Regions from separate parts of the Mus musculus genome. Here all the other regions are linked to region 1. Evidence: chromatin contacts called from public HiChIP or PLAC-seq and Micro-C data. All regions are on one chromosome and are shown on one strand. Each heading gives the region's core, a stretch centred on a gene start, on an enhancer-like site or on the middle of the called end of the contact. The rest is flanking DNA. Distances are from core to core; before and after follow the strand shown.

Region 1 (2,700 bases), core at 69-2,568:
CTAAGATGATATAAGAACGTAGATCCTGTACAGAATTCTTGGAAAGAGAGGTAACTCTTGAGCAAATATAATTTTTGCTTAGTTCTGAGTCCTTTCTTAGAGACACTCATTACAGTGAAGATATTGATAGTGTGAATGGTTCTGACTTACTGACTTACCAGTTACTAAAAACTGGTCCCTATCTTGACCACCCTAGCATAGGAAATACCCCTGTAGCTCCCTTTTATCCCTGTCGGTGTGTACACCCTTTTGTTTGCTGTTCCCTGGGCCTGCTGAGTGCTTCTCAGGACTGATTAGGCTGCACCCCCTACCCCTAGTATCTCCCTTTTAGAGTATTTCAAGGTCTTCAGGTTTGCTCCCAGGAAGAGGTACCCATTCCATCCCAGAGACTTTCCTCTAAGAGGGTTCCTCCAACTTTACTTTTCCTTTTAGGGAGTAATCTTATTGAATATCTCATGTATTCTCATAGATATCATGTCTTATTTTTACATGTTGCATACATTTTAAATGACATTATATATTTGTAAGGGGACCCAAGAGTACTTTAGAGAAAAGTGCTGAAGAGGACATAAGGGAACGGATATGAGGAGGCTATGTCAAACATTCCTCCTTAACCCTGAAGTCCTGCTACATGCTAAAAGTCTCACTTTCAGCCTTGGCAGGACAGGGTACACCTGTCTTGTTTCCTGTGTGAGACTTTTACTGCTGTGCTGCTTATAGAACTATCTTCTGGTATTTTGTCTTATCCAAATCATTTTAGTTTTTCTGTGGCATTGTTTTTTTTTTTTTCCTGAGGACTCAAAATAGAGTTTTGAACATGCAGAGGTGGATGGCGGAATACCAATGCACGTTAAAACAAACGAACAAACAAACACCTTAAAAAAGATAGAAGTTGTGCTTATAAATGAAAATATCGAACTATAAAGCTAGCGCATATATAATTATGATTCACTCTCAAAACAAGTGTGCCTGCAAAGAAAAGCTCGGATTCGAATAGAATCCGAATTCAGAACCAGCTTTTAGCTATTGCGCGCCCCCTCCACAGTCCCCTTTGGGGGAAAGGCCAGCAACCACGCGGGGTTTTCTCGGCGCATTCTGTTTTAAGAGGTCTGGAAGCAGAAAGCTAAAAGTCCATTAAAAGGCCACGTGGCCAGCTTTGTGAAAACCGGGTAGCAGTGAGGCGGCCAGCTTGTCTTCAGCCAAAATGGCGGTGCTCGGACTGCGCGCTCGCACGGGATGGGGAAGGGCGTCGGGGACGCGGCCGGGCGCGGGCGCGGCCTCCCGGCGGCTGCGCGCCTGCGCGAGGGCCGGCTGCCGGCGAGCACGCGCGCGGCGGAGGCGGGCTCAGCAGAGTGCGGAGCTGCAACCTGGGAGCCGGACGTGTCCGCGAAGATGGCGGGCCGGGTGAGTGGCGGCCGGGCAGCCCGGGCTCGCAGCGGATCGCCCGAGGTCGCGACTGCTGCGAGGTCCACGAGGGCTCCGGGGAAGGGGCGCGAGGCTGAGCACCCAGGAACGCTGAAGGAAGGGAGGTCAGAGCAACGCTGGAGGCGAGACAGTGTAGCTGCGGCAGGGGATTAGCTCTGCTCAGAAACTCTGTCCTCCCCGAGGGTTGTCTCTTCGTCCCCCGGGTCTCCAGTGCTTCCCTTGTCATCCCCTGGGGCTCGTTTCTCTCGTCCTTCAAGCATCTTGAGGGTAGTGGCCACTGGAGCCCCCCTCTGACGAGCGCTGTGTGCCCTCCACACTCCTCCGAGGGTTTCTGAGGTGGCACTGCCGGATAACCGCGGGGTGTAGTCTGCTGCAGTCAGGGCGAGGGTGTGGGAACCCATTTCTAGTTCTTCCTAAATGAATGTTATGAAAAGAGGAGGGGAGGTCTGCAAATTACTTTTACGGCTAACCTTAGACCATCTCCTGGGGAGAAACATATCAGCTGTGAAGCAGCAATGTCTTTCGTGCAGATGGACTTGGGGTGTCACGTTTTGTTTTTCTAAATGACAGTCGATTCGAATGCAGCAGGCTGTGTTGTAGTCTCAGGGATTTACATTTTACTTCCCCATTAAGCTCGTAGGACGGCGGGGTAGGATTGGGGTTGGCGAGGAGAGATGGGGCCAGGTCACTGCTGTTATTGCAGTAGGCATCAGAGCTAATATCGCTGATGGATGGATCCTGCCCAGAGATTGCCCTGTTCGAAACCTGGGGACATTAACTGCGTCATTACAGACTAACGTTGTGCTTGACTGATTCACTTACACCTGAATATTTGAATAAGTTTGCATACATGTATGCATATATGTAAATGTCCTGTCTAAAGAGAATTGTAGGTCATGAGATTCTAAAGTCCCAAAGAGACGGTAGAGGTCATCAGACTAGCTCCATCTTTTTCTCTTCCTTTTTTCATAATCCCCCTTTTATCTCAAGCTGACCCTTTTAACTATTTCAGGGTCTGTTTTTGCCTCCTCAGGAGCCCCTCTCCTGAATCATCAGCCCTTCTGGAATGCACTGGTCTCTTAAACCCTCCCTCTGCCCCCACAGACTTTTCCTCTAACCATTTTTTTTCCCCCAGTGGCAAAGTCTGGTGATTTTCTGTGTGTGTTGACTCTCATTTGCCTACCACCTGCTACCTCCTGGGCCCACCACAGTCGGACTGAAATGCATCCCTAAAATTCATGCCCATTTCCCAATCCTTGTTACACGTGATGTCTC
Region 2 (2,700 bases), core at 130-2,629, 260 kb before region 1:
CGGGATCCTCTGCCTCAGGCTCTTGCCTTCCATGTCCATGATACATTGTAAACGCTCCAGCAGTATCCAGGATACACTGTAAAAGCTCCAGCTGTATTCACTCAAGTCTTCCCTCACATTTGCCTCCTCTAAGGTGTTTTGTCACAAGGTGAGCTACGAGTACACCTGGCTCCTCTTTATTAATGTGTGTGCTGTTGAGGGTGTGCCAGGAGCTAGCTGTGGTCATCCTGTACTGCACCCTTAACCTTCAGTGTTCTGAGAAAAGCCAACAGAGCCCAGGCTGACCTCAAACTCTTCAGTCTCCTGCCTCTCAAGTGCTGGGGTTGCAGGAATATGCCGTCAAGCCCAATGCCTGGACACTTCTTGGTCCACCCTTGCCCAGCTGATACTGTTGAAGGACAGGTACATCAACTGAGCCTGAGAAGGTAGATACGTTAATAAATTACAATAGAGAAGATGCCTCATTTTATAGTTTCAGAAGCTACAGTGGGTCACATGGACCTCCTCCTGACAGGTCTAGAGGACACCCTGCTTCTGTGGCTTTCCAGCTTTGGGACAGCCTGAGTTCAAGGCACATGGCCTCTAGCCAGAATGGCACCAGTCCGCTTTCTGCTTCTGTCATGATGTCTCCTCACTAGACACTCTAGTCTCCCCCTTTCACTTGTCTAGACCCTATGACTACATCAGTCCATCCACACAACACAGAAAAACATCCCATCCTCCACTTTAAGCTTGATATCATTTTGTTGTTGTTTTCGCTAAGACAGATCTCACAATAGCCAAGGCTGGTTTCCAATTCATAATTCTCCTGCCCCTGATCCCCCAAGGGCTGGGATTACAGTTGTGCACAATCATGGTTGGACACCACATGACACCCTTGCTAGCATACTTTTTTTTAACCAAATTTACATTTAACCATGGATAGTGGTTATATTTCGACAAGCTTGGCTGAAATGTAAAATTTTAATAATGAATGTAGCATAACAATACATGTGACTACCATTATAATAAACAATGACAATTATATGACTTTATTACAGAGGGCCTTGTGACCAGCTAAATGCCAGGAAGCCCTGGAGAAGAGCCCAGAAGCTTCAAAGAAGCCATCTCGCTTGCTAATTCTAACTGTGAATAAGCAGTCTTTCTCTTCGAATGCTTCCTGGAAACACATCTCAAAAGGCACCTTTTCTGAGACTGATGACAGCTTTCAAAACTTGCATTCCTTTATTTCTGAGACTGATGACAGCTTTCAAAACTTGCATTCCTTTATTTCTGGTGTTTGCATCCAGAGGCCCACGTTCGGGGAGTGTTTAGACAGTCTAGCATGCATTCCGTGTATTTGATCTGCCTAATTGGTAGTGGGAGCTGTGACAAGAGGCCTGACAGCCCTCCCTCAAAGCTAGCTGGAGAGATCCCAGTGGGTGGGGATGCTTTGGGGCATACACACAGCCTTGGCTCAAGAGGCAAAAAGGTCAGGTTCTCTGGGGCCAAGCTCTTCCTTCCGAGTAAATCGAAAAGTGATGCCATGCCTTTATTCCCAACTGTCGGGGGGGGGGGCGGGGGGCAGAGACATGTTGATCCCTGAGTTGGAGGCCAGCCTGGTCTACAAGAGAAAAAACATCTTGAGAAACCAAAAAACACAAGGGAAACTGTTTAAAAGGGAAAGGGGGAAAAAAAAGTCACCTACTCATGTGCTTATTAGTAAATATCTCAATGCACTAAGCAAGGTGGGTTTGGATCCTTGTTGTTGTTGTTGTTTTGTTTGTTTGTTTGTTTGTTTACTTCTCACTGGTCATGGGATGACTGAAGGTCTCTGGCCACTGTGACATTTCTGGAATCATTCCCCTTTTCCTTAAGTGTCCCACTGATGCCGGTCTCCACATGTCAGAGACTGCAGATGAGGACGCTGCTTACAGCACTGTAGTTTCCATCCAGGAGTTGAGGGTGATCCTGGGTGAATGGGTCACCCTACCGACCTACGTGGCTTTACCTCGATGAGTATCTCTGCCCCTGGGAAAGTCCCGAAATTCAGAACTTACTTAAGACGAGCAGAAATCATCTTTAGCACTTGCACTTGCCAAGTTCCCTCTCCTTGGAAGAAGTCATTAGAATTCTAAAATGTATCAACACCTAAGAGTCTGCAAGTCTCCGGGGTCTGAAGGCTGTCATTTGCATTATTTTACAAGCTATTCTCTATCGAGGTAAAACGATTTTTTTTTCTGCTTTTCTAGACAGGCTCTCAGGTATCCCAGGCTAGCCTGGAATTTACCAAGTGGGCAAGGATGCCCTTGAACTCCTGACTTTCCTGCCTCCTCCTTACAAATTCTAGCTCTATAGGTCTGCACCACGGTGGCACCTCCTTTCTCAAGAACAACCGCTACTGTAGTTATATAGCATTTGGGGGATTTCCTCTTAGAGAAGCAGATACACATCTATCATCCTCCAGTAAACATGGTCCTGTCTCTACAGTTCAGTGAATACAGCAGGGATTCGGCCCTCTAGCTGCTCAGCGCAATGACTCTGAACCTTTATTCGTCTAAAAATCTAAAATTAGCTGAGTTGGGAGGGTTTCAACTGGATACGGTTAGACACGGGCAGGGTGACCTCAGCTGAACATAGTGGCACATGCCTGTAACCCCAGGCACTTGGGAAGTAGAAGTAGGAGAATGGCAAATTCAAGGCTAGTCTGGGCTATATAAA
Region 3 (2,700 bases), core at 55-2,554, 360 kb before region 1:
CTGACTTGCAGGTACTGTGTGCTGATGGCTACCAAGTCCCTGTGAGCTATACACTTTAACCTAGACGCTGCACAAACCCCACTGTGCAGAGCCAATAGGAAGGCCTAGGGCTCCCCCAACAAAGCACAGTGTTCAGGGAAGGTGCCCACCAGAGCTCTAGTCAATTTCCCTCTAGTGACAAGCCCCAACCTAATTCGACAGTAGGAAGAGTGTCCACTGCTCAGATGGAGGGTAAACATTGGCCCACACTCTGAGGAGCTCCGTTTGCCTGCAGAGGTGTGTTGTCCGAGAAGCACCCAGCCCAAAGACAAAGATGGTAGACTGAGGAATGGTTCACAGCCCCACGCCCCACATATGCCTCCCCTCAGTCCAGCACTGGGTGGGGAAGTGGCATTCTGTGTGTATTCTCATTTACATGTTGATACTTCAACTTCACAACAGGACTGTCTAGAGATAAGGCCTTTATGGTTGTGTTGAAATGAAGTCAGTAGGGTGACCCCAATCCCACGGGCTTGTGCCTTCTAAGATGAGACTGGGACATCCAGGGGTGCACAGAGGAGGACTCGGGAGAAACTCAGGGGTGGGGAGTTAAGCCTGCTGACACCCACATAATCTCTTCTCTGTTGCAGATTCCAGAACCCTGAGTATATGTAGCCTGAGCAACTCTCAGGAGAAAGCGAGGAAGGAGGAGCCTCGACGAGCCTGGGGACAAGAGGTCTACAAATTTCATGACTGCCGTAGAACCAGCTGCTCATATTAAAACCATGAATTTCCCCAGAACCAAGGGTGAAAGCCAAGCCCAACAAGGGCGGTACTTAGCAAAATCCATAGGTCACCATAGGTGGGTCCCTGTAGACAAGTGGCTGTCACCTGCCCAATTAGCAAGGCTAAAGAGGGGAAGGGAGGAGCCAGTGCCTTGGTGGCCCGTGTGCTTCCGGGGTTGGAGGGGTGTGGGGGCAGGGTGGGGGGGAGCAAGTCTGGCTAGGTGGGAGTCTGGCTTCCCAGAAGACCAGCCACACCCTTACCTTGCCACCTCCTGGCTGGTGCTTCAGGTTCTCAGTAGAGCCAATCTTCGACCTGACATTCTTTAGGTCTGGCATGGGCACAGGGGCAGTCTGCAGGCGGCTCTTACTAGCTGATGGTGACTTAGGGGGAGTGCGGACCACTGCCACCTTCTTGGGCTCCCGGGTGGGCGGTGTTGGTAGGGATGGGGTGCGCGAGCGACTGCCAGGCGTTCCGGGAGAGCCGGGGCTGCTGTAGCCGCTTCGTTCTCCGGATTTTGGTGGTTCACCTGGAAAGTCGGGAGAGAGGAAGGGACTGAGGCCACGTGGGGGGCGCGCGGGGTGGGGGCGACGTCTGCAAAGTCCCTGAGGCCACTGGACTGGGAGCCCACTGCCAGGATCCAGAGGGGGCTCTGGGAGAAGACCATGAAGACTATTTGCAGAGAAGCATCACTCCTGCTCTGTCACTTTGATACAATGACAGCTATTTCTTAGGAAGCAACTGAATTCTCATCAGTGCCCCAATATATGACATACCTCTTCCCAGGGGTGATCCACACTCCCTAAGCCCTGAAGTGTCCTTTCCCTCAACTGAGGGGTGGTACAGTGACTGGGGCCCCCACTGTAGCCTTCAAGCTGGGGTCCTCCTGACCCTTCTCACACACATCCAGAGCTCCTCCAACTCTGGGGCCACAGAACAGCATGAATCTCCTTGACCAGAGCTTTCTGCACAAGCCACACCCCGCATTGCTGAACCCCAGAATGCCCTCCCCCTTGTACCTTTCTAAACACCCAGGAAAGCTGTGGGGACTTCTCCCACCCTGCATCCTTCACCTCCGTTTGCTTCCAGGATGGTACCCTCTGCATGTCCCACACACCTAGAGTTCACTGAGCCACCACACCCCAAGGGTTGTTTTGTTTTGTGTTTGAAGACCTCTGATGTTCTTAGCTAGAGGTGGGACTTATGGTATGCAAATTTCGGGGGCCCCCCATCCAGATCTGATAGAACCAGATATGACAGAGGCACTGGGCTTGCAAAACTGGTCTTTCTCAAGCTTCCCAGCCCACAGCAAGAAGCTCCCATAGCAAATAAGCTCACTGCAGCTGATCCCCCTCAAAGCGTCAGCGTTCAGCTCCAGTCTCCCACTTCTCAGGACCCCCTAAAGCCATCGGGCTCGGGGAGATGTGGACCTGCTGCTTAGCTCAGCCTCCATGTCCCCGGGGATACAGGGTAGCTAGCTGTGTCTTGTGTCTCTTCCCCAACACTTGCAATGTAGCCTCAGTTGAGCCAGTGACCCTCTCTATCTATGCCTGTGTCCTCGTCAGAAAGATGCAGGGATCAGAGCCCTCAGGATTTTGCTACGGGAAGGGTATCTGGGGGTTAGAGAGATCACTCAGCAGTTGAGAGCACTGACTGACCATCCAGAGGATGCAGGATCCATTCCCAGCACCCACATGGTGGCTCAGAACTGTCTGCAAGTCCTTTCTGGCTTCTGTGGGGACCAGGCAAACATCCATACGTATAAAATAAAAATAAATCTTTAGGACAGGTGAGGCAGGGAGGTCATGAAGGGTCCAGCACAGCATCTGTTGTGCTGTTTGAGCATTCGCTAAATGCAGAAAAAGTTAGGTGGGGGTGATGTGCTTCCACAGTGTCCCTTGTTTTGGAGGCTGAAGCAGGAGGATTATTTGAGCCAAG

Evidence for each region. A called contact is a pair of places that touch in the nucleus more often than the background predicts. HiChIP or PLAC-seq counts read pairs in DNA pulled down with a chosen protein or histone mark.
Region 2: a contact with region 1 is called in an H3K4me3 HiChIP or PLAC-seq map of forebrain, with 4 times the contacts expected there. The contact joins the enhancer-like site here to the promoter of Nsf in region 1. A contact is called at or near these places in 7 of 39 promoter capture datasets (the C10 cell line, cranial neural crest, embryonic stem cells and 3 more), 2 of 484 Hi-C or Micro-C datasets (both in embryonic stem cells), 15 of 115 datasets of contacts at active chromatin or transcription factors (acute myeloid leukemia, craniofacial prominence, embryonic basal ganglia and 8 more) and 3 of 9 other capture datasets (embryonic stem cells, liver and pancreatic islet).
Region 3: a contact with region 1 is called in a Micro-C map of embryonic stem cells, with 3 times the contacts expected there. The contact joins the enhancer-like site here to the promoter of Nsf in region 1. A contact is called at or near these places in 1 of 39 promoter capture datasets (liver), 1 of 484 Hi-C or Micro-C datasets (embryonic stem cells) and 2 of 115 datasets of contacts at active chromatin or transcription factors (both in embryonic stem cells).

The regions. Positions count from the first base shown.
Region 1 is chr11:103,952,674-103,955,373 of GRCm38.p6, reverse strand. Nsf (N-ethylmaleimide sensitive fusion protein) reads left to right here and starts at 1,318. Exons shown (of 21, transcript NM_008740.4): 1 at 1,318-1,404. The coding sequence starts at 1,393.
Region 2 is chr11:104,216,655-104,219,354 of GRCm38.p6, reverse strand. No RefSeq gene overlaps it. Among named protein-coding and RNA genes, the nearest start is that of Mapt, 13 kb to the left of the region's middle. Within about 2 kb of position 1,379, at least 7 of the 459 cell types and tissues checked have an H3K27ac peak or open chromatin away from gene starts, as enhancers often do. A contact at or near this core is called in forebrain, where this site is marked.
Region 3 is chr11:104,308,860-104,311,559 of GRCm38.p6, reverse strand. Mapt (microtubule-associated protein tau) reads right to left here. Exons shown (of 12, transcript NM_001038609.2): 8 at 1,026-1,291. Among named protein-coding and RNA genes, the nearest start is that of Mapt, 79 kb to the right of the region's middle. Within about 2 kb of position 1,304, at least 38 of the 459 cell types and tissues checked have an H3K27ac peak or open chromatin away from gene starts, as enhancers often do. A contact at or near this core is called in embryonic stem cells, where this site is marked.